Linked DNA regions of Capra hircus: region 2 is linked to region 1. Evidence: chromatin contacts called from public Hi-C data. All regions are on one chromosome and are shown on one strand. The core of a region is the stretch at or near the end of the contact, and the rest is flanking DNA. Distances in the headings are between cores, read along the strand shown.

What was found. A called contact is a pair of places that touch in the nucleus more often than the background predicts.
Region 2: a contact with region 1 is called in a Hi-C map of blood, with 3 times the contacts expected there. The contact joins two enhancer-like sites. A contact is called at or near these places in 3 of 5 Hi-C or Micro-C datasets (blood and liver).

What each region holds. Positions count from the first base shown.
Region 1 is chr29:30,969,614-30,974,197 of ARS1.2, reverse strand. No RefSeq gene overlaps it. Among named protein-coding and RNA genes, the nearest start is that of ETS1, 230 kb to the left of the region's middle. Within about 2 kb of position 2,072, at least 1 of the 5 cell types and tissues checked has an H3K27ac peak or open chromatin away from gene starts, as enhancers often do.
Region 2 is chr29:31,318,919-31,323,502 of ARS1.2, reverse strand. No RefSeq gene overlaps it. Among named protein-coding and RNA genes, the nearest start is that of FLI1, 48 kb to the left of the region's middle. Within about 2 kb of position 2,027, at least 1 of the 5 cell types and tissues checked has an H3K27ac peak or open chromatin away from gene starts, as enhancers often do.

The DNA.
Region 1 (4,584 bases), core at 823-3,322:
AACATAAGATTTAAAATCAGGTCAAAATAGTATTACCCCAGGAAATTTTTACATCATCAAGAGTTCAATGAATATTATCACCCATAAGAGAAAAATTTCTCAAAGATGTGCTCTTATAATTAAAAAATGAGCAAAGAGAATTGAGGTGAAAATAATGAAATATAAATCAGTCTTCAGAGAGTATTTCTGCCTGGTGGTTGCACTCTCCCTGTCGTCTTCCCACTTTTGACTTCTCTCCAGATACTTTCTATAAGCATCTTGCCGGTGGTCCATGCCCCAGAGACTTCATCGGCTACTATCTCAAAATTTCTCTTTTCCTCTTCTGCTGTGAAAGCCAGAATGACAGTTTAGCTGGTGAGAACACAGGACTAGTGAGTGCAAAGCTGCCTGATTTGGGCTATTTAGCTTTGAGTAGGACAAAATAAATCAAAGCAGGAGACGTAAGAGATACAGGTTCGATCCCTGGGTCGGGAAGATCCCTGGAGGAGGGCAGGGCAACCCACTCCAGTACTCTTGCCTGGAGAATCCCCATGGGCAGAGGAGCCTGGTAGGCTACAGTCCATAGGGTCACACAGAGTCAGACATGACTGAAACGACTTAGCATGAATGCATGCAGGACAAACTAAAACACTTCTCTGTAGACCCAGACCATCTATCTCTCACTCATAACAGCTCAGCAGGGAAGAAAAGATGGCTGGTGGATGGCTCAGGACAGCTTGTTGCAACAGCTAGGAAAAATACTTATTGTCGAAGCCTGACTTGCACTGGGTCAGGAATGTGAAAACATGCAGAACACAGTAGCTTTCTCCCTCCACAGTCTTCCTGCAGGTCTTCCTGTGAAAATCCTTTGAAATATGATGACCAGTCAAAAGCCTATAGCTGGCAACCATACTGAGATAGAGCATAATTCTTATGGTCAAATGCCCCCATTCGTAAAGGGGAAAATCCTTACTTGAATTTGAAGACTGTTTCATTTCTTTAACTAGTGATGTTCTGCTTGTTGTTTAATCACTGAGCTGTGTCCAACTCTTTGTGACCCCATGGACTGTAGCTCACCAGGCTCCTCTGTCCTTGGAATTTCCCAGGTAAGAAGACTGGAGTGGGTTGCTATTTCCTTCTCCAGGGGATCTTCTTGATCCCAGGATTGAACCCACGTCTCCTGGGAGACCAGTTCTTTACCACTGAGCCACCAGGGAAGCCCTGATGATGGGCTTAGTGTGAAATAATTAACTCTTAACTCTGACCTTTCTCCATGCTTGACTTCCCGAATACAGGTAGAGCTTAGAGGGGCTTAGGGGCTGAGGCCTGATTGTACAGACCTGAGTCCTAGCTCTTCCACTGTGTGGCCCTGGTGACTCTCTCAACCTCTTTGGGCCTCAGCTTCCAGGTTAATAAAAAATGAGTGATGACACCACTTACCTCCTAGGAGTGTCCTGAAGATGAAACCAGCAAACGCACGGAGCGCGCTTAGACCAGCGCATGTCACATGCTCACTGTTCCCTAAGTGTTAGGGGCTCCTGTGGCCGTCATTCCTCTATTCTGACCCGTGTCTGGACACATGGCTTTGTCTAGGATTGCCCTGGCAGCCTTGGTGTTGTCTCACCACAGCTCATGTGAGTCTAGGAATATTTACTGAGAGCTGTAATTCTAAACCCCGAAGGGCCCCAAGGCATGAGCGAGGGCTGTGGGAAATGTGAGCAGGGCACCAGAGAGTCATTGCTTTCACTTAAACGGTTGCTGTTTCACCAGCCTTTTCCCACCCATTAGCACAAGACACATCCACAGGGTAATAAGAAACATGCCTGGCAGTTGGGCCAACAGAGCAGAGTGGAATGGAGCCCAGCCACAGACCCGCCCACGCTGTTCAGCCTGCAAATACCTGGGGTGCCCACCCCTTCTCCTTCTTCCTGTGATGAGACGCACAAGCCATGCACGACCTTGTGAGCGCGTGTGCGCACACGACTCCCACAACCACTTCAAGCAGTCCTGGCTTCTGATCTAGGGTAGCAGCTGCTTGGGTCAGATGAGGTGATTCCGTGATTTTCCTGGTTCCAGGCTCTGGGGAAAGGTGTGAAGGGAGAGGCTTCATTGCAGGGCCCAGAGCAAGGTCTTGCCTGGAACATGTAACCTGCTCCCCCACTTCTCTCCCTCAGGTTTCCCAGCTCAGGGAAGCCAGGGCATGAGAAGAGTTGGTTAGCTTAGCCGTGTCCCCGCCTCCCTGTGTATTATTCCCTTTGGAGCCACATGCCATCTATTGTGCTGACAACGTCTGTCCCTGGAGGCCATTCCAAATAGGCTTAAGAACATATTGTTTCTAGATTTATGGTGACTGCAGCCAATCAGTTGGAAAGAATCCCATTACATCAGAAAACACAGTTGGGAATTCAAATCTCCTTCCTTCAAGTTTGTCAGGCAGCGTCTCTTCTCACCTAGGTCCAACTTCCTTTCTGATAGTAAATGAGACAGAGTAAGGCTGAATTTTCAGCCAGATCAACGGCCAGAGTGACCAGGGAGATGATAGAATGCTTGTGAAAGGCCAGCACTGACCTGCAGCTGACTTCTCCATGAGAAACAGAAACAACAGACCTCAAGCCTAATCTTAGAGTTCGTCAGAGCTCCACCGTTCTGCCAATGCAGGAGACGTAAGAGACTTGGGTTCCACCCCTGCATTGGGAAAATCCCCTGGAGGAGGGCATGACAACTGCTGAAGAATACTACTGAAGTATTCTTGCCCAGGAAATCCCATGGACAGAGGAACCTGGAGGGCTACAGTCCATAAGATCGTAGAGAGTTGGATACGAATGAAGTGACTTAGCACATCCTCATAAAAACTGTCAGCATTAAGAACCCTTAACCTCAGTGTTTATTGCAGCACTATTTAACAATAGCCAAGACATAGAAGCAACCTAAATGACCTTCAACAGAGGATGGATAAAGAAGATATGGTACATGTATACAATGGAATACTGCTGCTGCTAAGTCGCTTCAGTCGTGTCTGACTCTGTGTGACCCCGTAGATGGCAGCCCACTACGCTCCTCTGTCCCTGGGATTTTCCAGGCAAGAACACTGGAGTGGGTTGCCATTTCCTGCTCCAACGCATGAAAGTGAAAACTGAAAGTGAAGTCGCTCAGTCGTGCCCGACTCTTAGCGACCCCATGGACTGCAGCCCACCAGGCTTCTCTGCCCATGGGATTTTCCAGGCAAGAGTACTGGAGTGGGGTGCCATTGCCTTCTCTGACAATGGAATACTACTTAGCCATAAAAAAAAAACAATGAAACAATGCCACTTGCAACAACATGGATGGACCTGGAGATTATTTTACTAAGCAAAGTAAGTCAGAGAAAGAGGAATATCACATGATATCACGTATGTGAATCTAAAGGGAAAAAATGACACAAATGAACTTCACAAAGCAGAAACAGACTCACAGAATTTGAAAACAAACTTACGGTTCACAGAAAGTTGATGGGGAGGGATAAATTAGGAGGTTGGGATTTATGTATATACACTATTGTGTATAAAATAGATAACCAATGAGGACATGCTGTATAGCACAAGGAACTCTACCCAATATTCTGTAATAACCTATATGAGAAAAGAATCTGAAAAAGAGTACATATATGTATATGGAAAGCTGAGCTACTTTGCTGTATGCCTGAAACTAACACAACATTGTAAATCAACTGTACTCCAATATAAAATAAAAATTAAATTAAAAAAGAACCCAATACTTGTTTTACACTTCACCTCTACACAAAGCTTTCACATTCATTATGTATCTCATCTTCACAAGCCCAATAGATGGACACTCCCAGCTTGCCAATTTAAAGATGGTGGCTCAGATGGTAAAGAATCTGCCTGCAACGCAGGAGACCCTGGTTCGATGCTTGGGTAGGGAAGATCCCCCAGAGAATGGAATGGCAACCCACTCCAGTATTTTTGCCTGGAGAATTCCATGGACAGAGGGTCCATTCCATGGGGTCACAAACAGTCAGACACGACTGAGCAACTAACACACACACACACATAGAGACGATCTCAAGGGCTTTCCTGATGGCTCAGCAGGGAAAGAATCCACTTGCCAATGCAGGAGTTGAGGGTTTGATCCTTGCTCCATGTTTCCACTGCATGAGGGTGGGGGGGGGTGCAGGTTCGATGCCCGGTCTGGGAACTAACACCCCACACGCTTTGCAGTGAGGTCAGAAAAGCAAAACAAAACAGAAGCATATACTAAAATGGGGAAATGGAGGCATGCATGTTTTAACAATTAGCACAAGGACCTATCCAAGGTCAGAGTGAGTCAGAGAGAAAAACCGAGCTCCTGGTGATCTGATCTGGTCCTAAAGATTCCCTGGGGAGAACCATCTCTGCAGAAATACGTGCATGGCTAACACTTTGCACCAGCAGATGTTTTATCAAGCCTACTGTACAATGAGGCCCACCCTGGCCTATCTATTCCTATCTGCTTTTATTATGCTTTGGGGCTGTAGCACGATAAGACCTCCCATATGGTACTTGTATTAACATTAAATAATGACCATTGTGTTGTGTATACTATCACCATAGAAATATTTACTTAGTG
Region 2 (4,584 bases), core at 778-3,277, 350 kb before region 1:
TGGTGATTGATAGGGAAGCCTGGCGTGCTGCAGTCCATGGAGTCACAAAGAGTCGGACACGACTGAGCGACTGAACTGAACTGAACTGATGTTCAGGTACTCTGGAGACCAGGTAATACTGAGTGAAGGGTGGAAAGACTTATGTAAGTGGAGTGTTGGGGGAAGGGGGTTGGAATTTGGTGGGGGAGGGGAACACACAGCCCTCGGTTGCTCTGAGCTGGGGTCAGACTGGACTCTGGTTGAGGGCTGCTGAGTGAGGGGTATGAAGGTGGGTGCATTCTTGGAAGGACGCAGCATGATTCCTGCCTGCTTGGCTCCTGTTCTTTATTCCTCTCCCTTCTTCCAGGGCTAGAATCCACTAGAATCAACCCGTGTTTGCTCATTAGAGCACCTACTGTGTGCAAGCCACTGGGAGGTACACAGTTGTAAGCTGCAGGCCCCATTCTTGAGCTTAGGCTGGGGAGGGATAAGGTAGCGCTAGTGGTAAAGAAGCCGCCTACCATTGCAGGAGACGTAAGAGATGCAGGTTCGATCCCTGGGTCGGGAAGGTTCCCTGAAGAAGGGAATGACTACCCACTCCAGTATTCTTGCCTGGAGAATCCCATGGACAGAGGAGCCTGGGGGGTATGGTCCATAGGGTCACAAAGAGTCAGACACAGCGGAAGTGACTTATCATGCACGCACACAGACTTATTCCTTTAACCGCTATTGAGTGAATGCCTTACTATCTTTGGGGGTGAGGTGGGGGGAAGACCCACACGGCATCACGTCGGGTGGTGGCAGTGGCTGTTGCGCACGAGGGGCTGGAGAGCGGGGAGCGCCTGTGGAGCTCACACCGTTCTCCAAGGAGCCGTTGGGAAGCCTCACAGAGTGGGGCATCAATGACCCACAGCCAGGTCCAAGCTGACCACCAGTGCAGCCCCTGGGCCTGGCGCTCCCCTCTGCTGTGGCAGGAGGACCTGTGGTCTGCCAGTTGGTTCTGCATACGGACCATTCAGACAGCAAATTGAAAGTGGCTCTTGCCCAGGAAATCCAGTAGATGTGTTGTCCTGGTGACCCGATGGTGCCCTTTAGTCCCAAGGCCCCTGTTCAGGTATCCTCATCCTCCCTTAGATCTTTTCCTGTGATTAGTGAGACAGCAGCTCCCAGCATGAGTGTGTGTCTCTGACCTGTCTCTTTCAGCACTGCTTTCTTTGTTCCCCAGCCATCAGCCAGGAGCTCAAGGGAGGCCCAAAGCCTGACCCTGTCTTGGCCTCCTCCCATCTCAAAGAAAGCCCATGGCCACCTGGCTTTAGAAACCTCTTGTCTGGGGCTAACGGCATCTCACCAACAGTGTCAGCTCCAGTGACGCTGACGTTGGCGGTTAACAGTGGTGTCAAAGTTGCCTGGTGCCCAGATCACAGCTCTGAGTGTCTACCCACCTTGGTTCTTCAAAAACAGGAAGTCACCCCAGGCTGGTGTAAGTCAGCCCCAAACCCAGAAGCTTAGATCTCATTAGCGCTCAGAAAGTTGGTGTAAAACTTGGCAAGTTTGGTGTGTTTTTGCCTCTTCCAGAAGCCTAGGTGTTTCTTCCTGTCCTCACTCTCGGCTTCTTGGTTGAGACCTGGAGGAAGAGACAGTGGCAGGGAGGCTGAGCCCAGCCCAGGGGTTTAAAGACTTCTTGCTCTGCCCACAGATGGAGGATAAGGTCTCAGATCCTAGAACCTAGGGGTGCTTGTGTGTTTTTTGGTCCAAACAGCAGCCTCAGGACCAAAGTGATACATCCATGTATTTCACCATTAGGAGTAAAGATACTCTAAAAATACCAGTCGTGCTTTTTAGGAGGAATGCTTTTCACTTTGTTCTAAGCTGCTATTTGGGGGGTAGATCAAGATACAGACATGATGACTCAGGCTGCTGCTGATCAGGGCAGGAAGAAAAGAACAAGACCAGGGGGTCACGCCTGCAGCCTGTGTTCACGTCAGGACAAGAGCATCCTGCGTCAGACGCGCAGGCTGAGCCTGGATCATCTCCCCCGGGTCAGGTGACAGGGTGCAGCCCACACATCTAACGGGCATAAGACTTCTCCCCCCTGGTCTGCTGCAGGCATACATGCCCTCTGTCTTCCTCATCTTCTAACTTCCATCCACTCTGATCTCTTCGCCTCTTCTGGATCAGAATTCCTTTCTGTGGAAATGAGTGGCCTAGAGGTCTGAGAGAGGGAACATAGAGAATAAATGTGTTATCTTGCTGGTTGTCACCGAGATGTGGCTGGCACTTCCCTTGCATTTGATGATCAGCTGCAGAGGGCTTCCCAGGTGGCTCAGCAGTGAGGAATCTGCCTGCCAAAGTAGGAGATATGAGTTCGTTCCCTGGGTTAGGAAAATCCCTTGAAGAAGGAACGGCAGCCCACTCTGGTATTCTTGCCTGGAGAATCCCATGGGCAGCAGACTCTGCAGGCTACAGTCTGCAGGATGGCAAAGAGCTGGACTAAGCAACTAAAAATGTCATAACCTGGAAAGGGCTTCACAGGTGAAGCTGACTTCTGGGGAGAGAAAGGGGGATTTGAAACCAAGATCCAAGAAATAAATCCAAGAAAGGGAGGTGGTGGGAAGGATTCCTGCTGGATAATCTCTGAGCACTGCTCCCTGCTAGGGGAGAGCAGACTTGCTTCCCCCAGCTCTCTCTGCCCCACCGCCATCCCCAGCCTCCCCGTGTGCCATCTTGGAAACAAGCATGCATCAAGGACTCCAGACTCCTCCGGGCTCTGCTGTGCTTTGTGGCCCAGAGGAGGGTGACTGGGTGGGAGAGAAGTCGAGAAACTTTGCAGTTTTGTCTGGGGACATTTTCGAAGTCATGTTTTAAGAGACAGATCACATCCGATGCAACACGAACCCATGGCCAAGCCGTGAGATGCATATGTTCTCAGGCTCTGGAACCCTATGGGAAATTTTCTATAGGCCCCCACAGCCTGGGAAACTGGCCTGGAGGTTTTATAGAGTGACTAATATCCTACAGGGATCCTCCGGGTCCTAGGACTCGCACTGAGGTCAGTAAATCAGCCCCTCTTAGAGCAAAACCCCTGGGACCATCCGTGTCCATCTGGAAGAAACTAGTCACAGAAGAACAGATTGAGGACTTTAAATTCTCTTTCCCACCTCTCACCCAGCCGTGTGTTTACACATCATTTTATATCTTCTGTTGGGAAATCCCAAAGCCCCTGAAAGGCACACAGAGATTCTCAAGCTTCAGGCAAAGGTATAAAAATGTTGGATGAAGGGAAGGGAGTGGTGCTGGAGAAAAAAGGAGAGAGAGAAACAGAGAGACAACACAGAAAGAAGTGAAATGGCCAAGGAGAGGCTGAGTCTCGTCTTAGCATTATAATGCTGAGATTATATTATTATATAATGTTCTATATATTATATAATGTTATATATTTTTTCTTTTTTAAATATAAATGTATTTTAATTGGAGGTTAATTACTTTACAATATTGTATTGGTTTTGCCATACATCAACATGAATCCACCACGGGTATATTATTATATAATGTTATATAATAATATATATAATAAATGTAATATTATATAATGTTATATAATATTATAACGAATGGTCCAGTCAATCCTAAAGGAAATCAGCTGTGAATAGTCATTGGAAGGACTGATGCTGAAGCAGAAACTTCAGTATTTTGGCCACCTGATGAGAACAGCTGACTCGTTGGAAAAGATCCTGATACTGGGAAAGACTGAAGGCAGGAGGAGGAGGGGAAGCAGAGGATGAGGTGTTAGATGGCATCACCATGAGTCTGAGCAAACTCCGGGAGATGGTGAAGGACGGAGGAGCCTGGCGTGCTGCAGTCCGTGGGGTCACATAGAGTAGGACTCGACTTGGCAACAGAACAACAGTCCTGTCACATTTGACACCACGGGGTACCACTGTGGATGTTTACGTTGTAGGACTGGGTGACACACTGTCACAGAAACGCAATTTCTTTCTCCCCCATTTGGGGATATTGACCAGTAGGGGATGTGATGTGTGTACTTGTTTAACTGGTCGTCGCTAACCCGGGGGCTCGTCCCCACTGCCAGACAAACATGGCATCTGCTCCGTTATTGTCCGGAGGGAGAAGGGCCTCCCACTCCCTCATCAGCATGAGCTGCTGACACCCTGACTTCACACTGTCAGCCCGAGTCCCCGGCAAGTGGATACATCTGTGACTCGGTGTGATTCTTCTGTATCAGCATAGGTAAAGCTGAGGCTGGGAGAGGTCCGGGGAGGCAGAGTGGACACTGGGGGCTCCAACCAGAAGAGGAACTGGCAGATTACGCTCTCGCCCCTGCTGGTCTGGTTAGTGGTTGATAAGTGATCTTCAGAGAAGTGGGGGGAGCCGTCTGTCCCTGCTTCCTTGCAAAAACCATGACTCAGGAATACGGTTCACATCCTCAGGATGGCAGAGGAGCTAAAAATAAACGGTGACCAAAAAGACCCCGGCAAGGGGCGGGGGTGGGGACGGGGGAGAGGGCGGGGTGGCAGTGGCGCTGGGGGAAGGCGAGAAAGAGGAGAAGGGAGGAGGAGGAGGGGAGAGGAGACCACACAAGGAGAG